Regions from separate parts of the Sus scrofa genome. Here regions 1 and 2 are each linked to region 3. The links are chromatin contacts, called in public HiChIP or PLAC-seq maps. All regions are on one chromosome and are shown on one strand. The core of a region is the stretch at or near the end of the contact, and the rest is flanking DNA. Distances in the headings are between cores, read along the strand shown. Region 1 has its middle 57 kb from the start of USP24. Region 2 overlaps LOC102158888 (a long non-coding RNA gene). Region 3 has its middle 200 kb from the start of USP24.

Region 1 (4,229 bases), core at 1,161-3,660, 150 kb after region 3:
GGTTGCGGGTTCGGTCCCTGCCCTTGCTCAGTGGGTTAACAATCCGGCGTTGCCGTGAACTGTGGTGTAGGTTGCAGACGCGGCTCGGATCCAGCGTTGCTGTGGCTCTGGCATAGGCTACAGCTCCGATTCGACCCCTAGCCTGGGAACCTCCATATGCCGCAGGAGCGGCCCAAGAAATAGCAAAAAGACCAAAAAAAATAATTAAAAAAAAAAAAGAAAGAAACCCAGGCGTGGCTAAGACAGTGAAAGAGAGCTCTCATTGAGTACCTACATTCTTTTATCAGGACTCTTGCCCCTGCTGACTTTTCCTTTTGACACATGGGGTCACATGATAGTCTGAAAATCTGAGTATCTGGGAATAAAGCAAGGGAGGAAGTGGTTAGAAATGGCCATAAATATAAATAAATGAGGGGGGAAAAAAAGAAAAGAAATGGCCATTAGGTAGCCAAACAGTAATGTCTATCTTTGGGAGTATTTCAGGTATTCCTCATGTATGAGTTTCATATTGCTGCTATTACAAATTACCATAAATATAGTAGTTAACACAATTTTATTATCTTACAGTTCTAGAAGTCAGAAACCCAAAATGGATTTTACTAGGCTAAAAATCAAAATGTCAGCAGGTTTGTGTTCTTTTTGGAAACTCTAGTGGAAAACCTGTTTCCAGCTTCTACAGGCTCCCTTTATCCCATGACTTGTGGCCTCCTCCTCTAGCTTCAGTGCCAGTAACAAAGCATCTTCAAACCCTCTCTGACTCTGGCTCTACTTCCATCCTCACATGCCCTTCTGCATCCCCTTCCAGCTTTTGCAGACTCATGTGAGTACACTGCATCCCCGCCTCCCGCCCCCGGGAGAGCCCAGAATCATCTCCGCACCTTGAGATCATTAACAATCACATCTGCAAGGTCCCTTCTGCCAGGTAACATAACACAGTCATAGGTTCTGGGAATGAGGACGTGGACACCTTTGGGGACCTATTATTCAGACCGCCCAACCTCACATGATGCCTGGCAAACCTTCTCTTCCTGCTTCTGCAGAAAGGCTAAAAGCAAAACAAAGTTTCAGACTCACCAGAAACTTCATACATCTGCTTGCTTAACCATCAATGGTTAGCATTCAAAAGAGCCACAGATAAGGCCAGTTCAGGTCCATCTCCCAAGTTCTCCAAGTTCAAGAGGAGATATACAAATTTCAAAACAAAAAGAAATGCCTTTCTTGGGTTGAGGCGACTATTACTTCATAGACTATCCAATAGCACCTCCCAGTGCCAAGAAGCAGGAAGAGGGAAAAAGGGCTACTATTTGGTGAAGAATCAGAGTATTTAGCCAGAATCAAGAGGCCCAAGTGGCCAGACCCCAGCCCCAGAGATTCAGATGTAAGTGATCCGAGGCTGGATCCAGGTGTGAGAAGCTTTTTAGAGACCCCAAGTGACTGTGGGCAGCTGGACCCACTGAGTTCAGCAAAGCAATAAGCATGGTCTGAAAGCCTACCAGGCCCTAGAGCTTTCAAAAGAAATATAAGGCTCCTCTGCTCAAAGTGCTTTCAGTCTTGGAGTTCCCGTGGTGGCGCAGTGGTTAACGAATCCGACTAGGAACCATGAGGTTGTGGGTTCGGTCCCTGCCCTTGCTCAGTGGGTTAACGATCCGGCGTTGCCGTGAGCTGTGGTGTAGGTTGCAGACGCGGCTTGGATCCCGCATTGCTGTGGCTCTGGCGGAGGCCGGTGGCTACGGCTCCGATTGGACCCCTAGCCTGGGAACCTCCATATGCCATAGGAGCGGCCCAAGAAATAGCAAAAAAAAAAAAAAAAAAGTGCTTTCAGTGTTGATAGACTACGAGAGCTGGAAGAGACACTGGTCACAACTAACAACTGTGTGGCTTAGGACAAATCACCTAACCTCTCTGTGCCAGATTCTTCATCTATAAAATGAAGATAATAATAGTCCCTGCCTTATGGGGTTGTTGGAGAGTTAAATGATAAAATTCACATGAGGCACTTAGTATGGTGCCTCATACAAAATAAGCACACCACGAGGGTCAGGGCTTCCTAGCAAGTTCTGAGGCTAGCAATTCCACGGCCCACATGCTGCAACTCCCCTGTCTCACAAAGCAGGTACCCCTGATTGATTTGAAGGCTCTTTTCTCTCTTCTACTGTACAAAGCTTCTGAATTCTTCTCCATCTAGTTCTCCATTTAAGACGAGGATTAAATTTGCCATGCCAACCTCCCCTGCATTTTTCATTTAAGGAAACTGAGGCCCAGGAGGACTGAGCTCATTGGATAAGCACTGCAGAGCTGAGAGGGTCCAAATCTTCCAGCCTAGCTCCGTGCATGCGGCTTTCAGCAGGCACCAGCTTGCTGGGCCCCACCTCAGCCACAGCTCTTTGCCCTCGCAGGCTCCTTCAGTCCCAGCGCCTGGCTATTCTTGTCCTCTCCGCCTGCTGCCACCTGGGTGTCTGCGGTGGCAGCATGACCTCAAAGTCCCTTTGTGGGCCAGATGCCGGATGTGACATTGTAAGAACTCACATCCAGAGATTAAAATCACTCCCACTAGAAGTTCCTGCTGTGATGCAGGGGGTTAAGGACGGACCCGGTGTTATTTCTGCAGTGGCTGGGGTTGCTGCTGAGACGCGGAGTTCCAGGGTTCCACCCCTGGCCAGGAACTTCCATATACTGTGGGTGCAGGGGAAAAAAAAAAAAAAAAACACTCCCACTAGTAAAGCCCTGACACCTGCCTTCCTGCCTTTCGCTAACTGCTTGATTGTCTCTGATGTATCTCAGATGGCCCATCCTGTCAGGCAGGGATTTTTAATCCCTATTATAAAGACGAAAGAAACAGAGACTGAGAGAAGTTTGGTATCTAACCCAAGGTAAGGTTGTTAAAAGGCAGAAAAGGACTCAAACTCAGGTCTGAGGGGGACAAGCTTAAGCATCGCAGCCCATCTTTCAGCTTTACACATCCATAACTTCATGAAGCAGACCCAGCACACTGTCGGGCTCCTACATTCCAGGCTCTCCTCCATTAAAACGTTTACTAAATTACCTCGGATGCTGTCCTGTCCCGTTTATGGATCTCGCCCGTAACACTGACCTCCTTCAGCCCCGACTCCCTGGCACAAACACACATGCAGACACACATACTTTCTCTACCAGCTGTATCCCACTCAGCCTCCAGTGGTATGCTTATAGTTCCCTCCTCCTCCAGGCTTTCTGCCTAGACTGCAAGGTGTCCCTGCTCTACGCACCCATCTCAACCTGTGTTTCCCTTGTCTCGGCACCTGTCGAACTGTATAGTGTATGTTCTCTAATTACGCAATGAATCAGCAAGTCTTCGTTATACGTGAGAATTAAAGAACACTGACAAATACTGTACAGTGTCACCTGCATGTGTCATCTAAAATAGACTCAAAGTAACAGAGTAGGATGGTGGTTACCAGAGAGTTACCCTGGCCAAAGGGTATCAGCTTTCAGTTACAAGATGAGTGTGACCCGGGACCTGATGTATAGCCTAGTGATGATAAGACAGAGCTGGTAGATAGTTCATAATGTTGTATTGTATATTGGACATTTTCCGAGGGTATAGTTCAAGTGTTCTCACCACACGCACACACACACACAATGGCAACTCTGTGAGGGGATGGATATGTCACTCCATCAGCTTGACGGGAGCAATCATGTCACAATGTATATGTATATGGAAACATTGGGCTGTACACCTTACATATATAAAATTTTTATTTGTCAATTACACCTCAAAAAGGCTGGTAGGAGGAAAGTAACACTAAACTATACTGAGTAAAAACAGCTACCATTTATGGAGCCTTGTGCCAGGCGCTCACTATACCAAACACCATATCCACACACATATATATGTAAAATCTCATTTAATGCTTACTCCCAGCCTCTTAGGTAATTATTATCACTCACCTCACTCTACGGAGGTAGGGCTGGGAGCTGGCAGAGAATGAACTTCAGAGAGGTTAAGTCATCTGCCCAAAGCCATGTAGATAGATATGTGACAAAACCAAAATTTACACCCAGGTCCATGAGTCCACAGAGCCACGCTGTGGACCACTCTGCTAGGCTGCCCCCACGCGGTGTGACTACCCTCACACCTTCTACAAGTGCCAGCAGCCCTATGAAAACTAGTGGCATCCCTTTCTGCCTCTTTTTTTTTTTTTTAGGGCCACACCCACAGCGTATGGAGGTTCTCAAATCAGAGCTACAGC
Region 2 (4,198 bases), core at 887-3,386, 240 kb before region 3:
ATGTACCCACATGTTTATAGCAGCTTTATTTACAATTTTGAAGCATAGAAGCAACCTAAGCAGCCTATAGAAGACCAATAGATGAATTAATAAAGATGAGATATATATATTATATGCATTATACACACACACACACACACAAAGAAATACTACTCGGCCATAAAAAAGAAGGAAATTTACTATTTGCAGCAACATGGATGGACTTGGAAAGCATTATGCTATGTGCAAAAAGTCAGACAAACATTGTATGATATCACTTATATGTAAAGTCTAAAAAATACAAAAAAAAACTGGTAAATATGACAAAGAAGAAGCAGACTCACAGATATAGAGAAAAAAATTGTTACCAGTGGGAAGAGGAGAGGGAGGAAGAGAAATATAAGGGTGGGGGACTAAGAGGTACAGACTATTAGAGATAAAATAAGCTATAAAGATACACTGTACAACACAGGGAACATAGCAATATCTTTTAATAACTATAAATGGAGTATAACATTTAAAGATTGTGAATCACTCTATTGAACACCTGTAACTTAAGAAAGAAAAAGAAGAAAAGGAAAGTCTATATTCCCCTTCGACACTAATGATAGAGGTATCACCTCATGCCAGTCAGAATTGCCATGATCAAAAAATCTACAAACAATAAATGCTAGAGATGGAGTGGAGTAAGGGAAACCCTCCTACACTGGTGGTGGGGATATAAATTGGTGCAACCATTATGGAGAATAGTCTGTAAGTTCTTTAAAAAGTTAAGTATAGGGCTATCATATGATTCAGCAAATCTACTCCTAGACATATATCTGGAGAAAACCATAATTCAAAAAGATACATACACCCCAATGTTTGTTGCAGAACTATTTATAATAACCAAGACATGGAAGCAACCTAAATGTCCATCAACAGAGGAATGGATAAAGAAGATGTGATACACACACACACACACACACACACACACACACACACACAATGAATATTACTTGGCCATAAAAAAGAATGAAATAATTGTATTTGCAACAACATGGATGGACCTAGAGATTTTCACAGTAAGTGAAGGTTAAACCAGACAGAGAAAGATAAATATCACATGATAACTCTTATATGTGGCATATAATAAAAAATGATATAAAAGAACTTATTTATAGGAGTTCCCATTGTGGCACAGCGGAAACAAATCCAACTAGGAACCATGAGGTTGTGGGTTCAATCTCTGTCCTCACTCAGTGGGTTTAGGATCCTGCATTGCTGTGGCTATGATGTGGGCTGGCAGCTGTAACTCCAATTAGACCCCTAGCCTGGGAACCTCCATATGCCATGGGTGCAGCCCTAAAAAGAAAAAAAAAAAGGTCTTATTTATAAAATAGAAACAAACTCACAGATTTTAAAGTTAAACTCATGGTCACCAAAGGGAAAACCATAGGGAGCAAGGATAAATTGGGAGGTTGGGGTTAACATCTACCCACTACTGGATATAAAATAGATAACTAACATTAAAATGGATAACTAACATAGTGCAGGGAAAACTATTCAATACTCTATAATAACCTATATGGGAAAAAAGAATGGATATATGCATATGAACTGTTTCTTGCTGCACACCTGAAACTAATGCATTGTAAGTCAACTACACTCCAATGAAATTTGCAAATGGAAAGAATATTCCTTGTACTAAATGCTTTATAACACATTATTTTTCAAGTGTTCCAAATAAGCCTATGAGATAGGTTTTAGATACACTAGTGAGGAAACATACTCAGAGAGACTAAGTTTCTATAATTTAAATCTAGGTTTGTGCAACTCCAATAATGCATGGTTGTTCAAACTTATACTTCTCAGCCATTCTGGAGGATTTTTTGGATGGAAATCTGATTTCTGGAACTGTCCAACATCCACATTCTTAGTGCCCTCAACAGTTGGCTTCCATTAGCACTGCTGTACATGCCAAGTGAGGAAACGGAGGCTCAGAGGTAGGAACTGAGTTTCCCAACATTTTCCAGGCCACCTCTGTGTTCCTAGACTCTGAAATCTGTTCCGAAGGAGCACCAAGGCTCAATAATTCTATTTTTATACCTGGAATGTGTTGGGAGCCAGCTGATTGCTGCCACAGCTCAGATATCACCTGGCGCTTTCTTCTGAGCAGGGTGAATAAATCACATGAACGGCTAAGCCAGACTGCGTCTGTCTGGGTCTGTATCTGATAAGAAGCTCTCAGCAACAAGCGAGCTGTATTCCACTTACTGCAGGGCCAGCTGTATAAAAGCCGGCAGCCCAGTGGATAAGAATCACAGGATTCCAAAACAGGGAGGCCCATCCAACCCCCTTGCTTTGCAGATAGAGAAACTGAGACCTAGAGCCTTAGGCTGGTATATTGAATTGCAAGACATGGAAACCCAGTCAACTTAATGGAAGAGTGATGAATTGTAAATACACCAGGATATTTTATGAAACCCACTTGCAGGACAACCAGAACACATGAGAACTGGAAAGGCTTCCCTCCCTTGTGGTAGACACAGAGACATATCACACAAATCCCACTTCTAGGAATAACTTACTGCCCAGCTCAAGGGGGTGCCATCAGCAGACAGCTTCCAACTATCAGCTCCCTCAGGGTCCACCTTAGCTACGAGGCCAGTCTCCCTCAAGGTCATGCCCTTACTAGAGTAGCCCACGATTAAGCAAGGCAGCATATAAAGGTCCAGTCGACGAGGGACAATTCTGATGGGAAAAATTTACTCCAGAACACCCAACTATAGTGCTGGCTGAGCTTTGTTGGAACTCTATCATAGTTCAGCTTCTCCTCTACCTAATATTGCCTGCTCCTGCTTTTTTTTTATGGGTGTTGATCCCTAATCAACAGGGTGCACCCCAAATTCTGAGTATCTCCTTGGGGAAATCCAATCTATAACATTCTGCCTCTTTCTGGCCAAATGAGATTTCCTTTCTACACTCCTTGGCTTTCTCCATTTAACCACCCTTTCCCTATAATCCATCTGTGACTTTTCTCGAACATAACGTATCACGGCTGCTTCCTAAATGGCTGCCTCAGGACCTGTGGCAGACCGTGTTTTCCAAATTGACAACTGCAACATTTCAATCCTACATGTTCTTCCAGAAACTGGCCACTCCCCATTAAGAGGAAAAATCTCTTTCTCCTCCTGTTAAAGCCAGGCTGGGCTTTGTGAGTGCCTTGATGAATAGAATGAATGATGTTGTGTTCATTCTGGGGCTAAGTCATAAAAGGCAATATGACATCCACTTGGTGCTCTCTCTAGGGACACTCTTGGAACCTACTTACCAGGCTGTGCGGGAGCCCAAACTAACCCATGTGATGAGACACCGTACAGAGAGGAACTGAGGCCCCCAGAGACAGCCAGCATCAACCACCAGACATGTGAATGAGTGAAGCTTGGGATGATTCCAGCCCTCCCCTACCCCTCTAAATCTTCTAAGATGCCAAACATGGTATAACAGATACAAGTTGTTCCCACTGTGCCCTGCCTGAACAACAGGCCCCCATAATCTATGAATATACTAAATGGTTGTCATATACCACTAAGGTAATTTGTCTCACAGCCAGAGTACCTGAAGAAGCCCCAAAGTTCACAGAAGTTTTTTGTTTTTATTTTATTTTTTTTTATCTCCCATAGCCAACTGATTCCATCTCTAAATTCCAATTCCAAATTCCTTGGAGAAATAGATTAATTGGGCCGGGGTGGACACGTGACTCAGATTAGGACAACTGGCTGTGGCCATGTGGCCAGGAAGGCAAGTCTTCAATGTAAAGGGCTTTTCCCATTTGGAACTTTTCATTCATTAAGCAATTATCAATGCCTTGTTTTAAGTTATATGCTATGCAAGCTACTCTGTTTACAGTGGCAAGGAAGATATGATCCAGCTTGTGTGAAGTTTATGTGTAAAGGAATCAGATCAAGAACAAGGAAAAAATACACTATTTTTCTAAGGTGGCATGGTGCAGTGACAGAAACAACCAAGGGAATCTAATTGGTTGGAAAATCAGGGTGTGGACAGAGAGAAAGGGATTATCATATTTACTCTATCTAGATTCAGATTCATCATTTATTGAACATCTACAAATCTCAGGGGTTATGCTGGAGGATTCTTATATGTACAGGTGATCTTGTATGGTGAATAGTTGAGTCTTCTAGTGCGATTTGAACATCATGAGTCCAGAGAGATGACA
Region 3 (4,134 bases), core at 1,507-4,006:
GCCTCGCTGTCAAGAGCTTAAACCAACATCTCTCATTTTTAATGTTCTGCCAGTGAAAATCTCAGCCACTTTAAAGGATTGAGTGTCCCATTTATATTGCTTCACTTAGCAATTGTGTTTTTTTAAGGAATAAACATTGCTGCTTGCTGAGCAAAAGCAAAATGAGATTTAGTAAATACCCAACTCATTTAATCAGCATACTCCCTGCAAGGCCCCAAGCTGATTGCTCAAGATCATTTGTTACGGACAATAATACAGCATTCAGAGCATCCCTCACCAGGACCCTCTCTGTCTGCCCAGTTTAAAGAGGTGGCAGATGGGAATGGAAGAGCCTAGACCTCAGTGGAAGACCTCATTTCAGTCCCAGTTCAACCACATATAGGCATATAACCTCAGGAAATATCCTCCATTAGTCAGGTCCTCCTACGAAACAGAGCCAATAGGATGTGGGGGAAGATCTCATCTAAGGAACTGGCCCACATGACTGTGGAGGCTGGCAAACCCACAGTCTGCAGGGTGGATTGGCAGGCTGGAAATTCAGTTAAACGTTGATGCTGCTGTTGAGTCCAAAAGCAGTCTGGAGGCAGAATTCCTTCTTCCTCCAAGGACCTCAGTCTTTTCTTTTGAGGCCTTCAACTGATTGGTTGAGGTCTGCCCACTTTGTGGAGGGTAATCTGCTTTCCTCAAGGTCAAATGATTTAAATGTTAATCACATCTTTTTTTTTTTTTTTAAAAAAAAAAAAGCACTTTTATTACATCTAGACTGACACTTGACCAAGCCAGTGGGAACGCAGGCTAGCCAAATGGACATGTAAAACGAACCATCATACTCTCCAAAGCTCAGTTTCTTCATCCACAGATAAAAAGCATACAAAGTCCAAAGAAAAGTGCCTGGCTTATAGCAAGTACCAGACCAAGGCATGCAAAGAAACTGTACTGTTCTAGAGACATTGATAGGGCATCTACTATGTACCAGGCACTGTTCTAGACCTGAAGATGTAGAGGTGAGCAGAAGCTGGCCCTTAAAAGACTATCATCTAGGGAGGGACACAAATGCTTCATCTGTTTATTATGACGATGTGGAAGTCCAAAGGAGGTGGGCACATCTCAGCTGGAGGAGAGAGGGATGGTCTCCTGGAGAAAGTAATGCCTGAGGCTGATTGCCCAAGAGTGAAAAAACTTTAGCCAAGTCTAGTAGAGTAGAAAAGGCATTCCAGGCAGCAATAAGAACAAAGCCAAAGACTCAGAAATACCAAAGACCACAGTATATATGTGAGAACCAGAGCTGAAAGGGTAAGCTGGTAAGTGGTAGGAGATGACTCTAGAAAGGTAGGCAAGTCCAGGTCATGAAGAGCCTTGCTGCCAAATCAAGATGCATGAGTTTCCTTAGGGCTGCCATAGTGAATGAACCGCAAACATGTTGGCTAAAAACAACAGCAGCTTCTTCTCTGACAATTCCAGAGGGTAGAAATCTAAAAACAAACAGCCAACCCTGTCAACAGGGTTGTTTCTTGGGGAGAACAGGGAGAATCTGTCCCAGTCCCCTGCCTAGTTTCTGGTGGTTGCACACCACCCCCACCTCTGCCTCCATCTTCACTTGATGTTCCCTGGGTCCACGGTTCCCTCTTCTTATAAGGACCCCAGTCATTGGATTAGGATGAGCCCTCATTTTAAGATGATTACCTCTGCAAAGACCCTTTTCCAAGTAAGGTCCCATTCACAAGCACGAGGGGACAGGACTTGAACACATCTCTGGAGGGAACAAAACTCAAGCCACAACACACAACTGCATCACCATGGCAGGGATGGTGAGTTTTATTTAGGCTTTAGCGGGAAGAGGAGATAGGTCTCTTCCTCTGGTCCTGTTGCTTTGGTCACTGGGAAGCTTGGGATCAGATACATCTCATGTGCACACATGGGCCTTCTGGAGGGAGCACATGTACAGGAACTACCATTTCTACTTCGTTTATGAGTATTATTTCTGCCGGCCTCTCATTTTCTTCCTATCCTTAGGTATCAGTTGGAGTCCAGACTAACAGGAAACATATGGTGCTCTGAAATTAGTGTAATTCAAGCAGGCTTTATTTACAGGAGGGCTACTTACAGAGGTGAGGGCTGGAGGTAGGGGAGGTACACAGGGACCACAGGCCAGTTTCTCGTCCCAAGGGAAAGAACAGTTCCCCTGTCTAGAAACAGAGATTCTGGTTGAGAAGGTCACCTTGAAAGGATCCATGTCCTCCACAGAAGGACCCCAATGCAAATTCATGACAGCACCCCCTCTCCTCTCATCTCCTGTTGGTCATGCCCAGGGCCACACCCATGGCCACAGCCACAGAGGCTCTAGATGTAGGCTACACAGGTCAGTGCCCCAGAGCACAGAGCAGGACGGAGAAGGGTGGAGAGTGGATCGGGAGGGACAAACAGAGGACCCCCAGAAAACCTTGTTTTTCCTTCTTCTGACTTCCTCATTTATTTTTCATTCTTTTATTTCTCATACTCTATATGTTTGGGTCAGCTACCTCAAACCCTTCCATTTAGGGGGAATAAAGGATAGATAGATAGATAGATAGATAGATAGATAGATAGATAGATAGATAGATAGAGAAATAAAAGATAAATATAAAACGTAGAGATAGAACTTCCTGCCCTGTCACCCAGATGCTCTGTCCCCCGGAGTTTGCACGCTGCCGTGCAGCCTGCAGTTGATTCACCCTGAGTGGTCACAGAGCCCTTTGCGAACATTCTTCTGGCCGCTCAACCAGTTACATAAACTCCCGGCAGGCTCCCTATTGCCAGAGCTTTCCAAGGACATACTTGAGACAAGAGTCATCCTGGCATGGAGTGCTTCTGACAGATGTTGTGGACTGCCATGCGCGAGAGGCCCCGATGGGGTCCTGGCAGGGGCGGAGGGAGCCCTGGGAGGGTACACGTGCTCCTCGTCTCACATGGAGAACACATCAAATGATTCTGGTCACATGCTGGGAAGATCGTCTTTCCTCCCCAAGCCCCAGCTCACTGCAGGAGTATTTAGACACAGAGTATTTAGGCGCAGATGTCAGAGCTGGAGGAGACCCTTGAGGCCAACGCATGCAAGCCCTTGGTCACACAGAGATGCAGACTAAGGACCGGGGAGGGCAAGCTAACAGGGCATCGTGGCTAGGGGCTGCTGAGTGCCCACGCTCTCCCAGCCATGCCCAGTGTGCTAGGTTCATTCATTCAAACCACAACTCATCAAAGATCTGCTGTGTACCTGCTACATGCAGGCACCAGGCCAAAAAGTGGAGATCCGTATGGGGACAAGGCCAGTGTTACCCTGTCACTGTGGAGGCTACAGAGTAATAAGCTTTATATCACTATCACTACAACCCTGTAAGGTGAAGGCAGGTCTTGGAGACTAAGTGAATCTGCCCAATACTGCCCCCTTTGAAGAACTGGAAAACTAAAAACAAGAAGGTCACATCAGAGTTTCTGTTGTGGCGCAGCAGAAACGAACTTGACTAGTATCCATGAGGATGTGGGTTTGATCCCTGGCTTTGCTCAGTGGGTTAAGGATCCAGCATTGCTGGGAGCTGCAGTGTGGGTCACAGACACTGTGGCATAGGCTGGCAGCTCCAGCTCTGATTCGACCCCTCGCCTGGGAACTTCCATATGCCGCAGGTACGGCCCTAAAAAAAAGTCATCATGTGCAAGTAAAATGTTCATCTTTCATGGAGCATCACATAGACGTGGAGAAGGAGGGAGAAAAGGCTTCCAGACCTGGAGGCCTGGCTCGTAACCCAGCTGAAGATACCAATGTTTCTAAAGGAGAAGACTTTGTCTGCAGGATTTGGGTCAGGCGTGGAGGCCAGGAAAATGGATAACAGAGGCTTCTGTTTAGAAAAAGGTCAGCAGGTGCTGCCTCGGCTCTCTTGTGGGCTTTCTCCCTGATTTCATTGACTAAAACAGGAAGAAAAGCTTGTTGCCTCAACCTCAGGGAAAATGGATTTTCTCTTCAAATCAGTTCTGTGGCAGCCAATTGACTCTAAGAATCAAAGGAGTTCAGACTCAGCACTGAGCCAACCCAAGGCTGTGAGTTGAAAGGGCTTGTGCCTTCAACAATGGAGTTCTAATAGAAAAAGACTTGATGTCAAAAAA

What was found. HiChIP or PLAC-seq counts read pairs in DNA pulled down with a chosen protein or histone mark.
Region 1: an H3K27ac HiChIP or PLAC-seq map of skeletal muscle shows a contact between it and region 3. The contact joins two enhancer-like sites. A contact is called at or near these places in 3 of 47 Hi-C or Micro-C datasets (embryonic fibroblasts, heart right ventricle and skeletal muscle) and 1 of 2 datasets of contacts at active chromatin or transcription factors (skeletal muscle).
Region 2: a contact with region 3 is called in an H3K27ac HiChIP or PLAC-seq map of skeletal muscle, with 2.6 times the contacts expected there. The contact joins two enhancer-like sites. A contact is called at or near these places in 1 of 47 Hi-C or Micro-C datasets (fibroblasts) and 1 of 2 datasets of contacts at active chromatin or transcription factors (skeletal muscle).

Annotation. Positions count from the first base shown.
Region 1 is chr6:157,161,336-157,165,564 of Sscrofa11.1, forward strand. No RefSeq gene overlaps it. Among named protein-coding and RNA genes, the nearest start is that of USP24, 57 kb to the right of the region's middle. Within about 2 kb of position 2,411, at least 10 of the 83 cell types and tissues checked have an H3K27ac peak or open chromatin away from gene starts, as enhancers often do. A contact at or near this core is called in skeletal muscle, where this site is marked.
Region 2 is chr6:156,773,130-156,777,327 of Sscrofa11.1, forward strand. All of the region lies in intron 1 of LOC102158888 (a long non-coding RNA gene), which reads right to left. Among named protein-coding and RNA genes, the nearest start is that of USP24, 450 kb to the right of the region's middle. Within about 2 kb of position 2,137, at least 4 of the 83 cell types and tissues checked have an H3K27ac peak or open chromatin away from gene starts, as enhancers often do. A contact at or near this core is called in skeletal muscle, where this site is marked.
Region 3 is chr6:157,015,290-157,019,423 of Sscrofa11.1, forward strand. No RefSeq gene overlaps it. Among named protein-coding and RNA genes, the nearest start is that of USP24, 200 kb to the right of the region's middle. Within about 2 kb of position 2,757, at least 25 of the 83 cell types and tissues checked have an H3K27ac peak or open chromatin away from gene starts, as enhancers often do. A contact at or near this core is called in skeletal muscle, where this site is marked.